Regions from separate parts of the Cricetulus griseus genome. Here all the other regions are linked to region 3. Evidence: chromatin contacts called from public Micro-C data. All regions are on one chromosome and are shown on one strand. The core of a region is the stretch at or near the end of the contact, and the rest is flanking DNA. Distances in the headings are between cores, read along the strand shown.

The links. Hi-C and Micro-C count contacts between places; a contact is called where the count stands out from the background.
Region 1: a Micro-C map of the CHO-K1 cell line shows a contact between it and region 3, with 3 times the contacts expected there. The contact joins two enhancer-like sites. A contact is called at or near these places in 3 of 8 Hi-C or Micro-C datasets (the CHO-K1 cell line and liver).
Region 2: a Micro-C map of the CHO-K1 cell line shows a contact between it and region 3, with 7 times the contacts expected there. The contact joins the promoter of Qki here to the enhancer-like site in region 3. A contact is called at or near these places in 5 of 8 Hi-C or Micro-C datasets (the CHK-Q cell line, the CHO-K1 cell line, fibroblasts and 1 more).

What each region holds. Positions count from the first base shown.
Region 1 is chr2:290,310,109-290,314,716 of CriGri-PICRH-1.0, reverse strand. The region is part of intron 4 of Pacrg (parkin coregulated gene protein); the gene reads right to left. Among named protein-coding and RNA genes, the nearest start is that of Qki, 180 kb to the left of the region's middle. Within about 2 kb of position 2,821, at least 2 of the 6 cell types and tissues checked have open chromatin away from gene starts, as enhancers often do. A contact at or near this core is called in the CHO-K1 cell line, where this site is marked.
Region 2 is chr2:290,489,298-290,493,660 of CriGri-PICRH-1.0, reverse strand. Qki (protein quaking) reads right to left here and starts at 2,967. Exons shown (of 8, transcript XR_003482378.2): 1 at 2,782-2,967.
Region 3 is chr2:291,001,324-291,006,014 of CriGri-PICRH-1.0, reverse strand. No RefSeq gene overlaps it. Among named protein-coding and RNA genes, the nearest start is that of Qki, 510 kb to the right of the region's middle. Within about 2 kb of position 3,109, at least 3 of the 6 cell types and tissues checked have open chromatin away from gene starts, as enhancers often do. A contact at or near this core is called in the CHO-K1 cell line and fibroblasts, where this site is marked.

The DNA of each region.
Region 1 (4,608 bases), core at 1,572-4,071, 690 kb after region 3:
CATGTGTTTAAAACACACAAATACACACACTTTCTCATCAGTACATAGTTGAGGTTTTATTGTATATGTCCTAGCACTTTGTTTTTCACTGAATTTTATTATGACAGTTTTGTCACAGTCTTAACTGTTCTCCACCCACTTAAATGCTAACAACCTTCTTTCATGACAACAAAATGTTATTTCTACCTAACCATTTCCACATTAGTGGGCAGGTAGCTTACTTCTATGTTCTCACTATTGCTAAAAAGAGGTTAAAATGTTTAAGGACTTGAGTCTCCTGTTTCTGTTTCTTAAGCTTTATCCTTAGATTTAAAATAGATCAAATTTATGATTATATTAAAGTCTATTGGGCATACAAATTTATTTCACAAATTAGGGACTGAGGTAAAAGAAATTGGTTTTTTTTCTGGAGATGACAAACCTCTGGTGCCAGAGGTTTGCCCTGAACTCTGTACCCCTCTTCTCAAATTTAGAGTTCACCTAACTCCATGGAAAGCCTAACACAAGTTTCTGACCCAGCCTCAGAATAGGAAGCAGGAAGCCAAGCTTATCAACAGTGCTGCATATTTCTCCCCAGGAAAAGTTCACCTCAGTTCCACTCTAAGATGAAACAAAAATAGCTGTTATGAGAATGCGTGTGTGCATGTGTTTGTGTGTGTGTGTGTGTGTGTGTGTGTGTGTGTGTGTGTGTGTGTGTGTGTGTGTGCACGTGCCTGTGCATGTACACAGATAAAAAGTCACTCCATGACCTGGCCAAAGAGGCTTCTCTGAGGTGCTTTGCAGTCTATATCCTCTGCCTAAGCGAATCAGAATCTCTTGGAACTCAGAATAACAGAAGTTCAGTTTATTTTCCTTGTAGTTTTAATAGCTTCCATTGGTGAGCCCACTGTGGGCATGGGATCTTCTGGGCTAAGGGCACAGGTGCAGGGCTCACTGCAGATTTACAAAACTGGCTTTAAATCTGACACTTCAGAAAGCTGGCTGTTAATTTTTAGTGTGTACCAAACTCTTAGGTCTTGTCTTAGAATAATGACTGTGGCGTAGTCAAATGTAGAAGCTCAGGGATTCCTAGGATTCTAGTAAAGGACATCTCTATGCTTAGAAGACAGTAGTACAACTTGCATACTTATTGGGGCCTTGGCTATGAGAAGATCAGGGCAGATAGGGCCCTCAGAGGGTAGCCCATTAACTGTGTGCTTCTTACTTCTTTTGATATAAAAGTAAGTGCATGGCAGAGTGTGAGATGGAAATGCCCAGCATATCCCAGGGGGCAAACTGACTCTTACATTCTTGCAGGGCTGGGGTCAGGGCTGGGTTGGGGCTGGGGCAGGGCTGGGGGGGACCCATTTGGGTTAGCTAAACAAGGAGAAACCTGTGTGTTTTTTCTTTGGTCCTCTGTGTATAGCCATTGCTTTATCACGGCCAGCTGGCCATAGATGACATGAGTGGACTTAGTCACTCCTGTGAGGACTGGGGGGAACGCAGCGTCATATTTCTTGATTAATTTAGAATCTTTTCACCTTCAAAGAGCTGCAATTGTGCTGTTATTGATGTGGCATTGGGGGTAGACACCACCCTCTGCTGTAGAGTCAGGACACTGAGATCCTGGGAAACCTTCACCTCTCTGACCTTAGTTCTACCTCTAGGACAAAAGCAGGAATAGCCATCTCATAGGGTGAGAGGCTTTCCAATGGATGGTGATGCGTTTAAACTGCTCCTCACATGTCTGCCCTGAGTTAGCCTCAGCCAGTGCTGGCAACCGCGGCACCACTACCATTGTGTTGCATTTCTCTGTCTTCACTGTCAGGCGCCGGCTTCTTTCCCCACCTCTGAGATTCTTCCCTGGCACAGTCACACTTTTAATGCCATTTCATCAATCATATTTAATGCCATTTCATCAATCACATTACTTGTCATCCGATGGGTTCTTGACACAAACACCAACGCTTTATTTTGCTTAAAATATTATGGCCAATATTAAATTTTTAATCCTTTAAAACATCAAAACCAAACTAAATTGGTAGTTGTGCTGCTGGTAGTTGATACAAAAGTCTTCATGCTTTTTATTTCACAGAAAAGTCTGTCTAATCATTTATGAGGCTTTTTGTAAGGGGCGGTCCTTTAGTGTCTGTGTCACACGATGAGCTGGGAATTAGGAGCTATGTTATAAAGCAAGGAGGACTTTCTTGTAAGTGTTGGCTTCAGGTGAGAAGGAACAGAGGGTCTGGTTTCCTGGGGGGTGGGGGATGGAAAAGGTTCAGATGTGTGGAGCCTGCAGCCCATGAATCACACCTGTCTCAGGATAGTGTGAATGTTGCCAACACATTTGCCGATGACAACCTCATATTGTGATGTCAAAAGGTAGGACACCACTCCTGAACTGGTTTGAGATGGAGCAAGCCTACAAAAAAGCTTAGCTGACTTGAGAAAAGTGAAACAAACCTAGACAGCATGGGACATTTGTGAGAGACTCTGATGGAGAATAGTCATGGGGTGATTGTGAGAGACTGTGATGGAGAACAGCCATCGGGGTGAGGGGAGGACACAAGGACAAATGTGGGGGACAGACACTGTGCCTCCAGACAGGCACCTAGTTTTTGATCCTTGTTAGGTCTCAGGTTCTAAGGCAAGATAGGGTAAGATCTGTCCCTGAGGGGCCAGGTCAGTGATGAGTCCCGTAGGTCAACCCGCCAGGGATGGAAGATTGCCATCTACTGGTGTTTGTAGGAAACTGCAGGCACATGACCCTTGGTGGTGGGGGGGAACAAAAAGAAAGTCTGACAGTGAATCATCCATCAAGGCTGACTAAGTGGCTGGGGAATCAGAAACAGAAAGAGCCACGTTGAGCCCTTAGCGCTTAACAGTTTCAATGCATACTCTAGGGCGGCGGTTCTCAACCTTGCTGATGCTGCCATCCTTTATTACAGTCCCTCATGGTGTGGGAACTGTATTAAATTAAATACAGTTTTTTGTTTCATAAAATTATTTCGTTTTTTGTTTTTTTTTTTTTTTTTTTTTTTTTTAGACAGGGTTTCTCTGTGTAGCTTTGGAGCCTGTCCTGGCACTCACTCTGTAGACCAGGCTGGCCTCTAACTCAGAGATCAGCCTGCCTCTGCTTCCCGAGTGCTGGGACTAAAAGTCGTGTGCCACCAATGCCCGGCAAGAAAATATTTTTAAAGGAAACGAATGCTTCTCATTCTGAAGTCCTGCCATCTGAAGATGGCCACAGCCATGGCCATCAGTTCTCATTAGACGTTTGCCCAGGCTGACCCTGACACTAGCTTACAACTGGGCCATTAGCATGGTAATTTTTTGTCCTAAGCCACCAGCTCCCATTCCTCTGATCTCACCCAGCAACTCCTCTTCCTTCCTGTTAGGGGCTGAACTGTGTTCCTGCCTTAATTCCGAACCCCCGAGGGTTTGGCTGTACATGGAGGAGGCATGTTTAGTGAGGCACCAGAGGTAGAATGAGGTCTTTATAAAGAGGTAAGGGAGATCTTGGGGATGGCTACAACTGTGCTTTTAATACAAGATGTACTCTTTGCTGAGAACCCCGGTTTGGCTTTAGATATGGACCTGAAAACCAGGAATTAGAGCTGGGCTTAAGGAGAGTAATAGGCTAAGTCAACTGTGGTCAAAACCATTTTCAGCTTTTGTTTTTTTTTTTTAGATAGATAGCATGGTGCTTAAAGTGGAAGCTATTCAATGATTTTCATTGATGTGTCTGCTCTGTCTCTCTGTATCATAGTTCCAATGTCAATGTTGCAGACCCATGACCTGGAGTCACAAAGGGCTGAATCAGGGAGAGGGAACATTTGAGATCAAGTTCAGAGGCAGGCTATGAGAGAGTGTTAAAATGAAACAATCAATGAATGAAATTAATGTCACAAGAATAAGTACCGTGTTCAGTTGGGAACCTATGAGATCAATACTGGAAAGAGTACGACAGTTTTAATGATATTATTAGTGACAACAGCTAAGTTTTATGTCTCATTTAATAGTTTACAAGTCAATTTAACTTGAATTGTTATTGTCAAAAAGTAACTTTAGGAAAATGGTGGGGCTGGATTTAAAGAAGGTAGCAAGGGCTTGCTATGCAGAATCTACACATAACTCAATTTAAAGGCAAAGGCAAGCAAACAATACCAAATAATAATATGATTCACAAATGGGCAATTGGCTTAAACAGATAGTTTTCAAAAGTGGCCAAGAGGCAAATGAAAAAATATTCAACATCCCAATGGTCACAGAAACAGAAATAAAGACATGAGAAATCATCTCACAGTAGTTAGAATGGCTGTTAAGGATAACAAGAGCTGGTGACAAGGTGGAGGGAATGGAGCTAATAATTAATTATTAATACACAGTGTTGTTGGGAATGCAAATTAGTCAAGCATTGCAGAAAATATTATGGAGGTTCCTCAAAACATTACAGATAGGGCCAGCAGGATGGCTCAGTGGAAGAACAGTCTTATTCAAGCCTGACAGCCTGAGTTTGAACCCAGGGTGGAAGGAACAGACTCCCAAAGTTGTCCTCTGACTTCCACATTTGTACCATGGCGCACATACTATGGCATGTGTACCCAAACACACACATATACACATACA
Region 2 (4,363 bases), core at 1,718-4,217, 510 kb after region 3:
ACATACTAGAAAAGAAAGACTGACACAACTCACCAAGCGGTAGAACTGATTACCTAGCGAAATTACAGACTACAGGCTACTTTATACTGGCAAGAATCAATGTACTCTTTCTACAACATTGAAGTTTTAACAAGTAGAAGAAAAAAAAAAAGAACACTTCATTCCCAAAGTTGTTAGTCAACTGAAAATTCTCAAACAGGAACTATATTAAAAGCTCACTGCTTGAAAGTATTTTAAAAATAAAATTGCTAGACAGTCCCATTCAAAATTTCTAACTATCAGAGAATAGAATATCTCAATGCCATTGAACAATTTAATCCCTAAAGTGAAACTTAGTTTTATCTGAATTTAAAAGTAATCTTTCTGCCAAGCATTACAGACAAAGGAGAGTGTAATCCCTAACCACAAACACAAGTCATGATTAATTTGTTTTTGGACAATGAGAGGCCACAAGGGGGTAAAGCACAAGTTGCCAATTTTCACAATTAAGTCATCTAGCAAGAAAATTATGATCTTGCACTTAAGAAACCAGTATTTTCAAGTCAAATTAAATTTATAATAAGACTAGCAAGTACAGGAAAAGGCTTATAACACATTAAGGACTAGCCCCTGTCCTGCAACATTTGCTCTGATATGATTAAAACAATCACACTTCCTATTCATTCTGAGGTCTATTGTAAACACACTACCTACAAGCATGGAAGTTCTCTGTATACTGGCCTAATGCAGACTCCTGAGTACAGAAGGCAGACTGAGGTGAAAGATGGAGAAAACAGGAAAAGGAAAGAAACAAATATTATTTTGAATACTGTAATCCTAAACTAGCTTTCTTTTACATTTGGAACACAAAGGGTTACTATTTCTAACTAGAGAGTAATAAACAAGCCTGTGCAGAAATAATGACATAATTGAAATTCCTCCAGCTGACTTATGCCAACCTCAAACTAAGGTGGTTATATCTGATCAGTCTGAAAGACTACATGAGCAGCCTTTTACAACTAATCGAGGAAACTCCTATAGTATTTCCAAACTTTTTATGATCTCAATATGTCACTTGAGTATACGGAGAACTTTAAGAATGCATATTAATCCATTTTAAATGCTGTCTAGGCGTGTAAGAGATTCCCCATACACTGTACTTTTAAAAAACTATAATTTTCATCATAAATTTCACAGTAATACCATGAAAACAACACACCAAGTGAAAAAATAACAGTAAATTAGGTGTTGTCTCTGAAATCACATTTGTGGATAAATAATGACAGGTGAAGTCACCTAAAATTTAAATTTCTACTGAACTTAATATAGGTCAGATTTTTAAGCATGCTAGACATTTTGTTCCAAACATTCCAAGGTTAAAAAAAAATAGCTGGCGCCCCTTAGCGCTCACATTTGGAAATACTCAATTGAAGAGTTCCAGCACACACACACCCTCCTTTTTTTTTTTTTTTTTTTTTTTTTTTTTTGACATTCCAGAAAGTTTTCTGCCTCCACAATCTTTCAAATGCCAACACAAATAGGCAAAACCCCTTAAAGGGGCAGCACAACTTTCCTCCGAGGCGTCTGAGACTAACAGACACGCGGACCCAAAAGTAGGAAATGTCCCTTTCGACTTGTTACTGTTGTATGCATGTTCAGGCGTCATAACTGAGCGCTTTCTGCCTCAAGTCCTGCCTATGGCTCCCCACCCAAAAGAAGCTCGCTCTTAGCTCGGAGGTATTCAAAGTCTTTTGTTCTTCCCTGATATGCCTGCTCCTTGAGCATAAATTTTGATTTCTCTAGCTGTATTTGAAAATATTTCGAGATTCTTCTCAAGATGCTAAAATCCACTGTTCATCCGCACATCAGCACAGTTTTCCGCTTCCTTCAGACAGCCCCCCGCCTGGAGACTTTTAAAAACAAAAGGGAAACTCCCCGCTACACGGTTTTCAAAGCGGACTTGTTGGTCCTCCTGCCCCACAGGCCGCCCCGGGAATCCGCGGAAACCCACGGCTCCTGGGAACTAACACTCCAGGTCGCTGCTGAGAGAAGTTCTTAGAGGACTGCCAGAGCTGACCAGCATGCATCTTCTAGCCACTCTTCGCTCCCTGCAGCGCTCCCAACTCGGCTTCTGCAAACTTGCGCTCTATTTTATTCCCGTCCTTTCAAACTTCCAGCTCCCCGCCCCAGGGACGCGGGCGGCTACGCCTGGAGCTAACCCTCCGCCCCAGTGAGTTCTTCCGAACTCGGATTCCGTTCAGGTCTGTCATCGCGGTATTTCATACTCCTCCCCCCGCCACCCAAAAAAAAAAAAAAAAAGTGAAGTTAAACTCCCAAACAGTTCTCGCTTCCCTAAACAAAGGACAAAAAAAGTGCTGTGCTCTGTGTCAGCTCGTGCTCGCCTTCGGCCACATAAGCACTACTTTTCGGTACCCTACGTAATCTGTGGACACCCGAAGAGTCCACTCCTGTACCGCGGGCCACACAACTCCACTGAGACGGGCACCCCCAGCCGGGGCCCCGCGGGCGAGGCGAGGCAGAGCTCGCGTGGCCCGGCCAGATCGGTCGGGATGGCGGGGTGTCTATCTGCCGCGCCGTCGGGAGCTGGCCGCAGCCCCGCCGCCCCGCCGCCCTGCCGCCCGCGAGCTCCGGGTCCGCCCTCGGGCCTGCCCCGGCCCTGGCCCCGACCCGCCGCGAGCCGCCCGCGCCGCCTTTGTGCGCCCGCCCGCCTGACCTTCCCGCCGCCCCGCCATCCCGGGCCGCCGCGCCCGCCCGCTCGCCCGCGGGGGTCGAGAGGCTCACCTTCGTCCAGCAGCCGCTCGAGGTGGTTGAAGATCCCGCAGAAGTTGGGCAGGCTGCTCATGAGCTTCTTGTCGTTCATCAGCTGCATCAAGTAATCTGGGGTGGGCTTCGGCTTCTCCTTCGTTTCCATTTCCCCGACCATATTCCAGGCTCCGCAGCTCACTCCGCCCGCGCCGCCGCCGCCGCGCGCCGCCGGAGGAGGAGAGAGGAGGAGGAGAGGAGGGAGGGGCGGGGCGAGCTCCGGCCGCCGGCCGCTCGGACGCGGCGTCCCGCTCCGCGCCGACTCCGCTCCGGCTCCCGCGCCGAGCCCCGGGGCGGCCGGCTCCGCGCGCCCGCCCGCCCCCCCGCAGGCACTTTCGCCCGGCCCGACGCGCCGCGGCCGCCGCTCCTCGGCCGCCCGGCGCGGCTCCCCTCGCGAGGCCGGCGGCGGAGGCGGGTCTCGGGGCCGAGCGCGGCGCGGGGCCGCTGCGCCGCGAGGAGTCGAGGGGCCGCTCGTCGGCCGGTCGCGCCGCCTGCGCCGAAGCTCGCGAGTCTGCGGTGCTGTCCGCCGCGGCGCCCCCGCGTTGCCGCCGCCGCCGCCGCCGCTCCGACTGCCGCTCCTCCTCTTCCTCCGCGGCTCTCCTCCTCCTCACTCACTTGGCGGCGGAGTTCGCCTCAGTTCAGGCGGCGCTGCCGGCGGCGGCGGGGGGAGGGGCGCGGGCAGGGCCGGGGGCGGGCGGCGGGCCGGGCGCGCAGGGCGGCCGTTACGGGGCTAGGCGCGCTCCCGCCCCCCGCCGCCGCCGGCGCCCCTGCCCCTGGCCGCTCGGGCGGGACGGACGGACGGCCGGCTGGTGGCCGAGGGCCGGGCCGCGGCTGAGGGGGACGCGCGCCGGCTGCGGCGGCCTGCGCGGGGCCGGGGTCGCGGCTGAGGGGACGCGGGCGGCGGCGCTGGCTCGTCGGCGCGCTGTTGCTGAGGCGGCGGGCGCGGTCGGGCGCGTCGGCTGAGAGGAATTCCGGCGGGACTATGCGCGGGCGCTGCGCTCGCCGCCGCCCTGGCCTCGCCTCTCGGCGCGTTACTATAGTTTGAGGGGATTTTTTTCTCTCTCTTTTTTTTTTTAAAACCTCTTCGTCCACCTTCCTCGCCACCCCTCAGGAAAAGAAAAAAAGGAGAATTTTTTTTTTTTTTAACGTCCTGTTGCTTCACTGGGGGCACTCTCGGGTGGGCATCACGTGGCCCGACACGTAGCCGTGAGGCCGAGGGCGCGTGCGCGCGTCGAGGGCTGTGGCCACGCCCCTTCCGAGGGTCGCCCCGCCCTATCGGCCGGAGAGCGCGCCTGCGTGGGGGGCGAGGGGGGGCAGCGGCGGTGGCCTCTGGACCGAGAAGCGGGCCGGAACCGTTCTGGCGCGGCGCCCACCCGGCGGGGCGGGCGGGGTGGGGGACCCGGCCGTCGGACCAGGCGCAGACGAGTCCGCATCCCGCTCGTGATGCCGGTGGGCGGCCGGCTGAGCTGGCGCGCGTGGGCGACCGCGCCGCAGCATCGCCCGCTGCGGGGCTCCCGTGAGGTGTCCCCGGGAGCCATACCCCACGCGTGACGGGCCTCGC
Region 3 (4,691 bases), core at 1,860-4,359:
AGCAGTGTGCTAAAGCCAATAACAACCAAACAACCAGCACCCAAAAGATGAGTGAGTGGTTTCCAGGGCAGCCTGTGAGCAGACTGGTGGACATACAGTGCACTATAGTGCCAAGAGAGAGGAGATAAACCTGACTGATCTCTGGCGGGGGGGGGGGTTAGATGGCAGCTCAAGAGTTCTCCCCTGATAAACTTTCTGCATAGCAATCACTTCGTCTTGCTGGTGAGCATTACTCCATCCACCCCGCGGCTCACTGCACTCAGCACTGACTTTGTTTCAATCATATTTGAGTCCATGCCAGCATCAGGGAGGGAACTCTGAAGAAGCCAGAGGTACCTGAGAGTACTCCCTGTCTTCCCTGTGAGGCTGGGGTGGGTGATCTGATGGAAAATTAAGGAGCCATGCTAATGCCTCTCTTCTGACACCCACACAGCATGGATTTCCTCCAACACGACTCCTCCATTTGTCTCTTCTCCTTTAACATGACATATCATGTTTGTGTCATGGGAAAAACAAGGACTGGCAGCATGCAGCAATAAAGGAAGTTTTTCCACAGAGAGCAGAGGCCAGGAGAGAAAAAGAGAAGGACCCTGTGACCACAGTGTAGTCCTTGTGCTAAGGCAACCTGGAAGTCAGCATCTGGCTCCTGCTGAAGAGCCTCACCTCACCCCTGGGAGCCCAGGCTTTCCACAGTTCCTTTCAGATGGGTGAATTAAATATTCAGTACTCCATCATAGCATTGAACTGAACAGAATATACCTCTGGTTTCTATTTAAAGTGTATGTCTCCCACCCTCTCACCAATGTGTTTAGTGTTTGTGAAATGTTGGACATTGACAAGGTTTACAGTGTGCTGCATTTACGCATATATGGTGTGTGTTCCCTATCAATAATTCTTGGCTAGTTTCCTTACTTTTGGTTCATGCAGCCTGTCTGCCCCAGGGACCCCTTCCCTGTGTTCAGCTCCCTCGAATGAAATTCAAAGCCTGATTTCCCCACAGAAGTTTCCAAGGGTAACTTGGAACATCATTCTCTGTGGACATCTGTCCTCCAGGTTTGGGCTTGAGCCTAAAGCTCATCTCTCACAGCCACTTGCAGCTTCCCAAGATAGCCAGGTCAGGATTTAATCAGCCTTCTACAAATACAGTACACACGAGTCCACCATGGAAGCATCCCATGAGCTAAGCCTCTGCTTTCCAACAGTTGCATCAGCCATCAACTCATCGAGACCTGGGGCTCATTAGGCCAGGGCTCTGAATGGAAGCAAGATGTTTTATTAATTTTCCAAACCCAAATTATCTTTGGCAAATTTTGGAAGCTTTAATGTGCCCAAATGAAAGGTCACAAAGGTATGGCCTTGTGTTCTATCTTCATTTCTAGTAAGAACAGTCTGTATAGAGTCAGGAAATGTCCTAAGAGTTTAATGTAGTCTCCAAGATGAAGGCACAACGTTCATATGGCAGGTATTGGATAAGGATCATACAATGGTTCAGTAAACATTGGAGCCGGGCTCTCAGTCCAGCCTGAATCAAGAGGCTCCATACTTGCCAACCCCAAAGTGCCCCTTCCCATGCCCTCATCCCATTCCCTAACAAAGGTTCTTTAAGTTGGGTCTAATAGAAAACTCTTCTCCAGTAAAGAAAAAATTCAATTTCAGAGGAAAACGATGGTTAAAACTTACCCCAGGGGAACCTATTTCAGGCCTCCTCCTCTGTGGTACCCTCTGCTGCAGAGAGACACAACTTTTCTTCACAATAAACTTAACTTGCTTACTCTTCTTTAAAAATATATACAAATTCTCAGCCACATCAGAGATCTTGCAACTCCAGCCCTGTGCTCAATCTGAGGATGGACTGTGTGGATGGTGATGGCAGCTGTGGTGAGGTTGATGGTGAGGACTGTGTTGAAGTTCATGACTGATGAGGATGGTGGTGATGGCGGCTGTGGTGAGGGTTGGTGGTGATGGCGGCTGTGGTGAGGGTTGGTGGTGATGTTTGTTGGTTTGGTTCATCTGTGGTGATATAGTACCTTGCAGGTATTTGAAAACCGTGTGGTTGTAAATCAGAATCATTTCAGTGATGTCCATGAAACATTCTATCCAAATTGCCAGAAATCTGGAAGGTTTAGGACTGGCACAAGACCCATTGTCAGAGTTGAAGGCTCTCTCACCTTTTAGGACTACCCATTAAAACAGGCTGCCACCATAGGTCGCAATGCTACTCAACACTCAGGAAGCTAAGGCAGACAGTCATTCAAACTTGAACCCTACCTGGGTTACAAGATGAGTTTTAGGACAGTGTAGACTCATGTGGTCTTTAAAAAACAAATCCAAAGACGAGATTCTCCCAGTACAACCTCACAATCAAGTGGCCTCTAAGGTTCCTGCAGGAAACATGACTATGGGGATATAGTACAGAAAAACACCAAAGCTCCCAGGACCCCAGGCACTGGGCTTTAGAATCAGGGTGGTCCCAGTTGCCCTAAAATTTGTGGGGCCCTGCAGAAAGACGTTGCCAAGGAATTTCCTTAGGCATATCATCAAGTAACAAAGCAAGGAGGGGTACTTGGGAGGGTTTAGAAAGAGGACTGAGAATGGACAATGATACAATTGTATATCAAAAAGTAATAATAATTTTGGCTGTGGTTCCCTGGGCCACTAGGGGGAGCCAGGAGAATGCTGCCAAAGGGTTCTCAGGGTCACCAGATCTGGGGAAGAAACTGGGAACCAGTAGAACAGTGACTTTCTCACGTTCACAGCTTCACACTCCTCTGAGCCACTCTGGAATCATGTTGATCTGGTAGAGACAGGGGTGCTCACTGAAGACACCGGACCTTCCTGGGACCGCCAGCCTCAGTTCCAGGCAGCCACATGAGGTCACACATGGCTGACCATCAAGGACACAGACAGAGAGGCTGCCAGAGGCTATTCTCAGAGAGTTAGCTTTGGAATGGAGGTGACAGGTCACTGTGGTGTTCAGAGCAGGGAGGGACTTTGGGATTGAAACCTTAGCCTTAACTGTAACTAGGCAGTCTCTTGGATTTAGACTCTTCTAAGAGGGGGTGCAGAAGAATGCCCTGAAGGGAGAAGCTCCTGAATACACTCATTCCAGGGAAACAGCTCACATCTCCTGGGCAGCAAGCAGTGTAGCCTGGAGTTACAGCCAGCCGCTGTCACAGACTTGGGCCCCTGCAGCTATTTTCCTCATTCATTTCTCTAAGGAAAACTGCTGACACTATTTCCCAAGCCTTAATTATACATAATAGCTATCTCTTTAGTCAAAGGAAAGCTGAATGTAAACTCAAAACCATATTGACATTATTGACCCACCACGGCCCCACATGAGCCTCACATCTGCCTGCCAATATGACAGACACTCATGGGAGAAGGACACAAACGCTCCATGTCCTTGACGGGCAGCCTTCATTTCCACATCAGGCAGATTCCATCTTAGCAGATTTGTGAGGAGGAAGAGAATCAAGCTCCTGATAAGAAACTTGGCTTTGGACTTCCCCTTTCTCCTCAGTATCTTTCGAGTGACAAGCAAGAGCTACTGTGGCTCAACACTCTCTGCCTAGACAAATTCTAAATATGGATCTGCACATATGTACAGACTAGATTGAGCACACCAGAGGAAAACAAGCTGGCCATTACTCCTGTCCCCTCCCTCTCTGTAGGAATCATTCTGCTTGCCAACAAGGGGCTATGCTCTTTTTGCCCCAGGTCCTACTCTGCAAAAGGTGGCCAATATATTCCACCCTAATAACTCTGGTGCATTAGTGCTTTATCACCAGGGACTGTGGGATGGTGCTCTGTATGTTTAACCAAGGTTAGAGTTTTTACTGCAGGGCTATTTTCTAATGGTAAGCGTGCTTCTGGCCTTCATGGTTGTAAGGGAATCCAATGTCCTTCAAAGGGGAGAAGAGTAATATGTGCCCAGAAGAAATCTGGTTTCTCTGCTTAGGCCCTCAGCTGCCTTGGAGAGTCTGGGAAGACAATATTATGAGCTGTTCAGCAGCTGCTTCTGGCTTCTGTATACTCTCCCCATCCCTTCAGTCACTAGTGAAATTGCCATGCTACTGTTTCCTCGTTTCTGTCTCAAAATTATCTGTGACTGAGTATCCCCAACACTTCCCAGGAAGCACAGCTGAAAACAGAATATATGTGAAGAGAAGGGCTATTCCCTCACATGGCTAGAGAAGGTTTGACTAAATGACCAGAACAAAGGCTCTTAATTAGAGCTGGGGGTGTGGGGGGACGACGACGACGACGACTCAAACATTTGTTCTGGGTAAAATCAATGCTGGAAAACAAAAATTTTCTGCAATAGTTGTGTGATCCATACGTCCCAGAAGCAAACCACATTTGCTTGCAATCGTCTGTCTCTTCATTCACATTGTAAGGAATCTTGAGTGGCCAGGTCAGGGAGAGCAATGCTAATTTCTATGTAAAGTGAATGAATGCCTGAATGAGGGTTTAAGGATGACCTCTGTGGCAGTCCAGGCCAGTACTTGGACTGTGGGAAGCCTTCAGAGCTGGAACTTCCTTCTTTCTCATGGCTGCAACATGCACTAGGGTCTCACCGTGCTCAGCCTCAAACCACAGATGGAGGAAGAAGGGTGCAGATGGAGAAGGGCTTCCTAACCACGGATATAGAAATGATAGGCTCCACCTCTGCTTTCATGCCCACGGTT